Linked DNA regions of Sus scrofa: regions 2 and 3 are each linked to region 1. The links are chromatin contacts, called in public promoter capture Hi-C maps. All regions are on one chromosome and are shown on one strand. Each heading gives the region's core, a stretch centred on a gene start, on an enhancer-like site or on the middle of the called end of the contact. The rest is flanking DNA. Distances are from core to core; before and after follow the strand shown.

What was found. Promoter capture Hi-C pulls out the DNA fragments that hold promoters and counts their contacts.
Region 2: a contact with region 1 is called in a promoter capture Hi-C map of liver, with 2.8 times the contacts expected there. The contact joins the promoter of OAZ1 here to the promoter of MKNK2 in region 1. A contact is called at or near these places in 2 of 5 promoter capture datasets (fetal liver and liver) and 1 of 2 datasets of contacts at active chromatin or transcription factors (alveolar macrophages).
Region 3: a contact with region 1 is called in a promoter capture Hi-C map of fetal skeletal muscle, with 3 times the contacts expected there. The contact joins the promoter of REXO1 here to the promoter of MKNK2 in region 1. A contact is called at or near these places in 1 of 5 promoter capture datasets (fetal skeletal muscle), 7 of 47 Hi-C or Micro-C datasets (alveolar macrophages, embryonic fibroblasts, heart right ventricle and 2 more) and 2 of 2 datasets of contacts at active chromatin or transcription factors (alveolar macrophages and skeletal muscle).

The regions. Positions count from the first base shown.
Region 1 is chr2:76,508,868-76,511,688 of Sscrofa11.1, reverse strand. MKNK2 (MAP kinase-interacting serine/threonine-protein kinase 2) reads right to left here and starts at 1,387. Exons shown (of 15, transcript XM_021084205.1): 1 at 1,234-1,387; 2 at 957-1,091.
Region 2 is chr2:76,295,225-76,298,045 of Sscrofa11.1, reverse strand. It overlaps OAZ1 (ornithine decarboxylase antizyme 1), which reads left to right and starts at 1,420. Exons shown (of 6, transcript NR_125342.1): 1 at 1,420-1,645; 2 at 2,596-2,803.
Region 3 is chr2:76,692,872-76,695,692 of Sscrofa11.1, reverse strand. It overlaps REXO1 (RNA exonuclease 1 homolog), which reads right to left and starts at 1,424. Exons shown (of 16, transcript XM_003123002.4): 1 at 1,146-1,424. The coding sequence starts at 1,302.

The sequences.
Region 1 (2,821 bases), core at 138-2,637:
CAGTCTCGGCTTGCTCCTCCCACCGTGGTGTGCAGTTTGCCTGTAGGTATATTCGCGCGTGCACACATACACACAAATGGACATGCATGCACGCGTGAACACACACACCTAGGTCCTGCCTTCTCTACAGGGCAACAGGTCCCTGCCCAGGGAAGCCATTACGTAACACAGCTAGCAAGGTGGGGTGGCCGCTGCGCTGACATCACTGCGTCCCCTGGGCCGGGCCCTATGGGCCACTGCCTAGCACCTGCCTGTGCCCCCCTTCCCCCTGCCCCAGACTCGTTCATCTGAGACCAGGACTTGGCGGCCACAGCCAGGGGGCCCCAGCAGAAACTTCCCGCTCTGACAGGAAATAGCACTCTGGCCTAGGGTGTCTGGAAGGTGGAGGACTGGGAGAGCATTCAATCCACTGCCCCATTCTGCAGACCACCTAGGAGGGCGTGGGGGTGCCTGCAGCCCTGCCTGGGGTTTCTGGAGGAAGGACTCCACAGACCCCACAGGCCCCATGACGCTGGGGTCAGGACTGTGGCCTGCAGATGCCCCAGTGCACACTCAGCAGGGGTCTTCAGGAGACACAAATCCAGGGGCCCCCACAGGCGGGGGAGGGGGGGCAGCAGAGGAAAGACCTTACTGGCCCCAGGGCGCTAGGGACTGAACTGTGTGGCCTACTGAACGCCCTCCCCCCCAGTATACCCCTGGCTGGGGTTTGCGGGGAACACATAGGAAGGATCCCCATAGGCCAGACTCCTAGAAGAAAGACCCACAGGCCCCAGGATATCAGAGACGGGACTGCGGCCAATTGAACACCCCTACCAGTGCACAGCTGAAGCAGCCCCAGGAGCGGGGTGGGGTGCTGCCCCGAGCTCCCGAGGGATCCTGGGGTCGGGCTCCCGCGCCCTGCCACCGGCCACTCCAGTGGTACGGCCGAGGCGCCCCCAAACCGATCCGGCCCTCACCTTGAACGAACGGTGGAAGCCCTGAAGTTCGGCTGTTTTCTTCTGCACCATCTTCTGTCCGGGCCCCGCCAGCGGGGGAGGGGACGAGGGGCCCGGGGGCGGCCCGTGGGCGGGGGGGCGGCCGAGAAGGGGACCCTGTGGGCGGGAGCAGACAAAGGAGGGCGTTGAGTGGCCGCGGCCAGCGCGCCGGGAGCCCAGGCCAGGGCGGCGAGGCTCCGTGGGGCCCGATCCCCGCGCCTGGGTTGGAGCCAGGCTGGGGTCACCGGGCCGCACTCACCGGGGTCGGGCTCGGGCCGGGGCCGCAATGCCGCCGCCCGAGACGCGCCGCAGCCCGGACCCCGCTGCGCGGACCGCGCGGGGAACAGCGCCGCCACCGCCGCTGCCGCCACCGCGGACTCCTCCGTCAGGGCCGCCACCGCCGAGAGGAGCCGGGCGCGCCGCGTCGCCACCACCTTTATAGCCAAGTTCGGCCCCGCCCCGACGCAGACCCCGCCCCTCATGACCCGCCCTTGTGCGCACGACGGGGGCGGGGCTGAAAGGCCGCTCTAGCCGTGGGGCGTGTCTGCGCGCGTGCGCCTTGCAGTGCTCCGGGTTTCTGGCGCGGGACCGGGCAAGATCCTGACGCAGCCGGAGACTCGAGGAAGCCCGCGGGACCCTGGCACTGAGCCAAAGCCCGGCCCTGCCCTCTGGCAACAACATTAGTCTATTGGCCGGGGCTAAGATACACTGACTCCTTTTAGCCACTCTCCTGCTCCAGAACCTGCCATGGCTCCCTCTTGCATCTTTGCTTGAGAACCTGGTGTGTCTCCTTTTCAGCTTCTTGATCCTGGCCCCAGCTATCGTGCAGGAGCACCCCAACTGGCTTAGAGGCTTAGCCGCCTCCCCAGATTGCTCCCCCAAAGTTCACCCTATTATTGGCTTGAAAAGGGGACCACTGGAGTTCCCTTGTGGCACAGCAGATTAAAGATAGGGCGTTGTCCTGCTCTGGCTTTGGTCGCTGCTGTGGCGTGGGTTTGATCCCTGGACCATTCGCAGCCAAAATAAAAGAAGAAGTAAAGAATAGGGGACTGCAGTCAGGCATGGGGACTGAGCTCTATGAAGGACTGTCCTTCAGTCCTGCAAAGAAGTGTTTCCCCTGACTGATGGAGAAAAAGGCCAAGGGGTGGGGGCCACAGAACAAAAAGCAAAACACAACCCCGTTTCAGCTGAGGCCCTGACCCAGATCTGAGAGCTTCAGTTCATCCTGAGCCGGGCCAGCTCCCTGTCTCTGTCCCCACAGCCCTGTGGTGCATGGTCCTTAGACCTGGGCCTGGCCACGTGGGGGCACAGGTCTGGACTGTCCTCCCTCTCCTCCAGGCCCCAGTCTATCCTTCCAGGGGCTTCTCACCCTGCCCCAGCTATCCCCCAACCAGGCCTGAACTGGGTGATCACCTTCCCTTTGAGGCTGCCTCAAGTTACATGCTGCCCCCCAAGGCTACAGCTCAAGGCACAGGAGCTGTGAGGGCTGACCTCAGTCCTCTGGAATGTTTGGTGGGACCTGCAGGGAACTCCCCAGCCAGCCCCCAGCCCTCACCTGACCCATGCACGCATGGGTGTTGTGTGTGTGTGTGTGTGTGTGTGTGTGTGTGTGTGTGTGTGTGACCTTGGCTCCAGGTGTTTGGGGTGGGGCTGCTAGACCGGCCTGCCCAGGAGGCCTCAGTCTCCCCCCACACCATCCCACCCCTCTCCTCACCTGGCTGTCCCTTCCCACTCATGCCCGGGAGCCAGGATCCTCTCTGTGTGTACAGTCACCTGTGCTTTGGGATGGCTGGTGGGTACAGCTGGGTCCCTACCCCTCCCCAGAAGACCAGCTCTGTCAGAGCCCC
Region 2 (2,821 bases), core at 171-2,670, 210 kb after region 1:
ATGGGATCCGAGCCATGTCTGCGACCTACACCACAGGTCACAGCAATGCCTGATCCTTAACCCACTGAGCAAGGCCAGAACCCTCGTCCTCATGAATATTGGTTAGGTTCCTTAACCACTGAGCCATGACAGGAACTCCTGCAGTCTGATTCTTAACCCACTGTGCCATAGCAGGAATTCCCACATTCCTTTTTATATTCTGGTTTATCACAGGATATTGAATAGCGTTACCTGTGCTATACAGTAGGTCTCTGTTGTTTATCCATCCTATACACACTAGTTTGCACTCCCAAACTCCCAATCCTTCCCTCTGCCTCTGTTGAGTTTTAATAATGTTTATAGGGAAGTACTAAATTAGACACTTACATTACTTATAAATACCATGTAAGTAAACAATGAATTTTGCATTCCACATGGAAGGGAATTTGGGGACACATGCGGATTCAGCCACATGTTTTGGAGAGTATATTTCTATAAGTTTTGTAATAATTCAAGGTCCTTTTGTGGAAAGTTTGTGTCTCCAACCCCAATGGGCACAGTAGATTGGAAATAAAAGAGACGAAAGTGAGAGGCAGGGACTGAAAAGACAAAGAAAAAAGTAGGAGTAGCTTCAGTTCCTTGTAACACTTTGCAGACTCTGTGCCTAAACCCTAAAAGCGTGAAAGAAAAGAGACCTGCAAAGAATATTTTTTTTGCTTGGGGCAAAATTTAGTTCACCCATGGAATAGCTTTGTGAGTTCATCTTCAAGGAGAAGCATTTCTGCTTCAGTCCAAATGTGACAAGAAATATTTTACTAAATTTGAGTAATACCTTTAACACTGAAACTTCTCTTTTTAAACTGTAAATTGTTTCAATATGTGAAGGAGCAAATCCAGAAAATCATCTTTGGGAAAGATCATTACTAGGTTACTACAGAAAATAATTCTGTCTTATGCTGCGATGAGAGGGCTGGGACCCTTTCCTCCAAATACCCAGGACCTTTGTCGTCAGAGCCGCCTGGGGGAGGGAGTCCCTCAGGGGGAAGGGACCCCAGCGAGGGAGCCGGGGACCATGGTGGAGACGTGGCCACAACGAGACACCCCTCAAGCAGGCCCAACCAGGCGCCCCCGCCCCAGGCCCGGCTGTGGGGGGGAGGCCGGGGCGGGGCGCGCGCCGCGCACTCCCGTCACGACGGGAGCCCCGCCCTTTCCGCGCGCCCGCAGAATTACGACAGCGGCGGGGGGGCGGGGCCCGAAGCCTTTTGCCCAATCCAAGGGGCGGCTCCACGCGAGTCCGTCGCGTTTCACCAATCAGATGCCGAGAGGGGCGGGCACACCTGGATTTCCTGGCGGCACCGCCCCCTCGTGCGGCCGCGTTCCCGCGGAGCGTGGGCGTGGCCTACGCGTGATGCCTATAAAAGCGGGCGGCGGTGGCGGCGCCATTTTGCGAACGGCGAGCAGCGGCGGCGGCGCGGAGAGGCGCAGCGGAGGTTTTCCTGGTTTCGGACCCCAGCGGCCGGATGGTGAAATCCTCCCTGCAGCGGATCCTCAACAGCCACTGCTTCGCCAGAGAGAAGGAGGGGGATAAACCCAGCGCCACCGTCCACGCCACCCGCACCATGCCGCTCCTCAGCCTGCACAGCCGCGGAGGCCGCAGCAGCGAGAGGTGAGCGCCCCGCCCCCGCCCGAAGCTTCCAGAAGCGGCTCCGCGCAGGCCCGCAGGGGGCAGGCGGCGGGGCGCCACGGAAGTCCCGGGAGCGCGAGGTCCGCCCCTTTGTCGATGCCACAGTCGCGCGGGGGGCGGGTTCTTGGCGGGATGGGGGCGGGGCCCGGGGGCGGGACTGGGAGCGTGGGTTGTGTCTCAGGTTCGGTTGCCCGACGGATGGTGTATCCCGTTGAGTTTGAGGGACACTGGAGTCTTTGGATTGGGGACTTCAGGTACCTGGTCGGGTTTAGGGGAGCACGGGAGTCTCTGGGTTGGGGGCTTCAGGTATCTGCTCGGGTTGCGGGGGGGCACGGGAGGTCACGGGCTGGGGACGTGAGATTCCGTGGCCAGGTTTGGGGCAGCGGGACCCGAAGTGGAGTCGGGTCCCGAGAATCTGTGATTTGCCGATGCGGAGGGTTTGATCGTTCTGCGGCTGGACGAATTCGGCCGAGCCACCCCCGCCCCCGGACGTGGCCCCGGGACGCGGCGGTCCTGGGCGCCACGTAGACGGCGCCCGGGGCCCTTCTCAGGGTGGTGGCCGGACCGCCCCCTCCCCCGTTGGGCGGTGGAGGGCGGGGGTCCAGGTGAGCTGCGGTTCGCGAGCTACTTGACGACTGCCCCGGGAGATTTCCGCGGCCAGACCCCGAGCCGTGATGCAGACGTCGGCGTGTCGGGGCGCCCCGGATGGGAGCTGAGCAAAATGGAGGCGACTTTGGGCCCTGTTTACACTGCGCAGCAAATGGCTGCTGGCGCTGCCGGTTGCGCGATTGTGAAAATCTCCCCCGGGGCCGAGGGCCTCTCTGCTGAGATGACGCAACCCGAGGCCGCTGGGAGTGCGCGGGAGGGCGTCTCTGCGGGCCTGTCCCCGCAGCGCTCGCGTGGGTCCGAACGGGCCCCTCGCTTCCCAGCAGGTGTGGACGATGAAAGGGTCGAGGCCTGGGCTGCTTCTGTGAAAAGACAGGTTCCTGGATCACTAGGAAAAGGCTGCTGGATTTCGAGGTCTCCACTGCAGCCTGAAAAGTGGAAAAGGGGAAGCTGAAGCCGCTCGACTTAGAAGTGGGAAGTAGAACCTGATGCAGGCTTGGCTTGAGACAGTTTGTGGTGGTCTTAAGATAAAGGGTGAGACAGCCACCCAGG
Region 3 (2,821 bases), core at 175-2,674, 180 kb before region 1:
TGAGTTGAAAAAGGACACCGGGAGGCCGTTGACACTCAGCTGGGGGTAAGGCACCGCTGGAAACTAAGGCACCTGTGGGCCAGGCCAGCTTCCCTCCTCAGGGGTAAGTTCCTGAGAGCAGGGCCCACAATGCACACAGCCCCAGGCCTGGCACAAATGTGGAGCCAGGCAACCAATGCTTGCATCTGGCTGGCTGTGAACAGTGGGTGGCAGGTGCAAAAAGTCAGGACAAACTTACAATGGAAATTTGAGAAAATGCTACCCCCTCCTTTTTTTTTTCTGGCAAAATGGGAGAACAAGCCCATTATTTAATCTTAGCAAGGGCGCTCCTCTTTGAAAGTTAAAAGGCTCTGAGATGGGGATTCTTTCATGGGGAAAGAGAGAGGATGCCGAATGAAGAATATGAGCCTGAAAGAAAAGGGGAGCCCAGTCCTGAAGGACAGGAGCCCCAGTGAGAGCCCGAGTTCCCCTCCGGAGTAAGGACATCCCTGCAAGCCTTTCCTCGCGGTGCCCCTCTTTTTGCCCCCATTCTTAACAGCTCAAGTCCCACACTCCCCACAAGCAGCGTGACCCCGGGCAGCTCTCACCGAACTCTGCCGCGACATTGATAATCACCACGGTACTGTAATGCTCAATCTAGAAACGTTCACTTGGAAGCCTGACCCCCACCCCAACACACACACAAGCAAGTGGATATGTTGGCACACGGCTCAACACACAGCCCAGGTTCCTAAGCAAGATCCTCTAGACTGCTACTGTAAACAAGAGAGGCCACAATCAGCGGCGCGGCGGCCGAAGAAGCGCAGAAGTAAACAAGGGCTGCCACGAGCACTCGGGGCCGGGGAGGCGGCGGGAACGGTTCCCCCGGCATGAGCTCGGGCCTGCCAACCAGTGTCGGCCGCGCTCCTTTCCCGAGCCCGGCGCGCTCCACCCTTGCGACGCCTCTAGGAGAACGGGTCCCTTCGTTGTTTACGTTTTGCACTCGTTGAAGCAGAGGTTTGCAGAGGTCGCTCAACGTGGGCCCCGGGTAGGTGGCCCGGACTTGGGGACACGTCGCCCGCGAGCGAGAGAGAAGAAGGTTGGGCGGGGAACTGGGGGCCAAGGAAGCCCGGGCGCCGGAGTGCTGAGCCCGGGGCGGGCATTACCTGCTGCGGGGGACGCCGCTCCGCCTCCCCCGGGTGCGCCCGGGCTCCGGGCCCCGCGGTGCCGGAAGTGGCAGTAGGGCCGCCGGCAGGGCCCCCCGGGCGCCCCAGCCCAATACGGGCAGTCGATGGCCCGGAAAAAGCCGGTGGAACGTAGCATGGTCCGTCCCGCGGCGGGGCCGCGGCCCGGAGCCGCCCGGGCCCACGGGCCCCTCACTGGCGCCGCGGTCGCCGCCGCCCGCGCCTCACGGACCCCGCTGCCGCCGCCATCTTGCTCCGAGGTCCCCGGAGGCCCCCGGGACGCCGCCGCAAGGGACCTCGGGAGCAGCTGCCCGAAGTGCGCCTGATCAGAAACACCTGCTCCCGCGGCCCCAAGGAGGGTCATGGACCCATGGCCCAGGACAGGCAGTCGCGGGGGTAGGGGTGGTGGGGGCGAGACGCCCTGCCTACTGTCTCCGGGAGCCTCGCCGGCGCCGCCGCCTGGCCCTCGGTGGCGGCAACAGCGCCATCTTGAGCCCCAGACCCCTGCGGCGCCTGGAGCTGTCCACGGCACGCCTGATCAAAAAAAAAAAAAAAGGCCCCCCTCATAGTCCAGCTGTGGCTTAGGTGCATTTAATTAGTTTTATTAGCACGTCTCCCTGAGGCGCCCTCTGCTGGTCAACACGAGTCCTGCGGGCGTGTCTCACCTGCACCTGGAGATCTGCACCGGAGTTACCCAGCTCAGGCTCTGAAACTCAACTCCGCCCGGGTTGACTTCGAATTAGTGCTCACGTTTTGCACTCGTTGAAGCAGAGGCTTGCGGAGGTCCCTCGACTTGGGCTCCGGGTGGACTCCCACTGGACTCTTGTCTGAAATCTCATCCCCAGGTCCACCAGCGGAACCCTATTCCGATTTACTCATTTGTCCACCAAATATTGACCCTAAACCGTATTTTATCTGTTCATCAGATAATAGATATTCAGGTGGTTTCCGCCTGTTTGTTGTGAATTGAGCCTCTGTGAACATGTGTGTATATGTATCTGAGTACCAGTTTTGTTTCAGTACTAGTTTTTCAAATGATGTAAATTTGTTTGTTGCCCTTTATTTAAATTGGGGGAGATGCTTCATAAAACTACAATTCCCAGCCTGCCCGCCAGCTGGCAATTGCCAAGGATCCCCGTGTGAGCACAGGGTGGGGGTGCAGTCTGTGCAGGTCATCTCCTCCCTCTCCCAGCCCATCTATCCTTACCTCAGCCACCTGGCCCCGGTGGCATTTGGGCCTGAGACCCCTCACCCCAGGGGTCTCTCGATGCCAGCGCCTCTTCCACCGCCAAGAGGAGGGAGGACCCCTCAGCCTGGCCCTGACAATGCTAGTGAGGTGAAGTCAGGTCACCCCTGAGCTTGCACTTACTAGATGCTTCCTCTGTACTCACTGACTGACCTTGGTTATTTACTCAACAAATATTTACCAAGGACCTACTATGTGAGTGCCAGACCCAGTGCTAGAGACATCAGTGAACAAAGCATAGATCCCCACCCTGGCAGTAGTAGCGTTCTAGAAGAGAGACAGCAGGAGATCAGTAAAGGAGATACTTAAGTACAAGGCCGAGAGTGCTCTTCTGGAGGATGGGTGATAGGGAGAGTAGGGAGCTGGGGAAAGGGGTGGTCCATGGAGTCTGATGGGGAAGTGGAATTTGAGC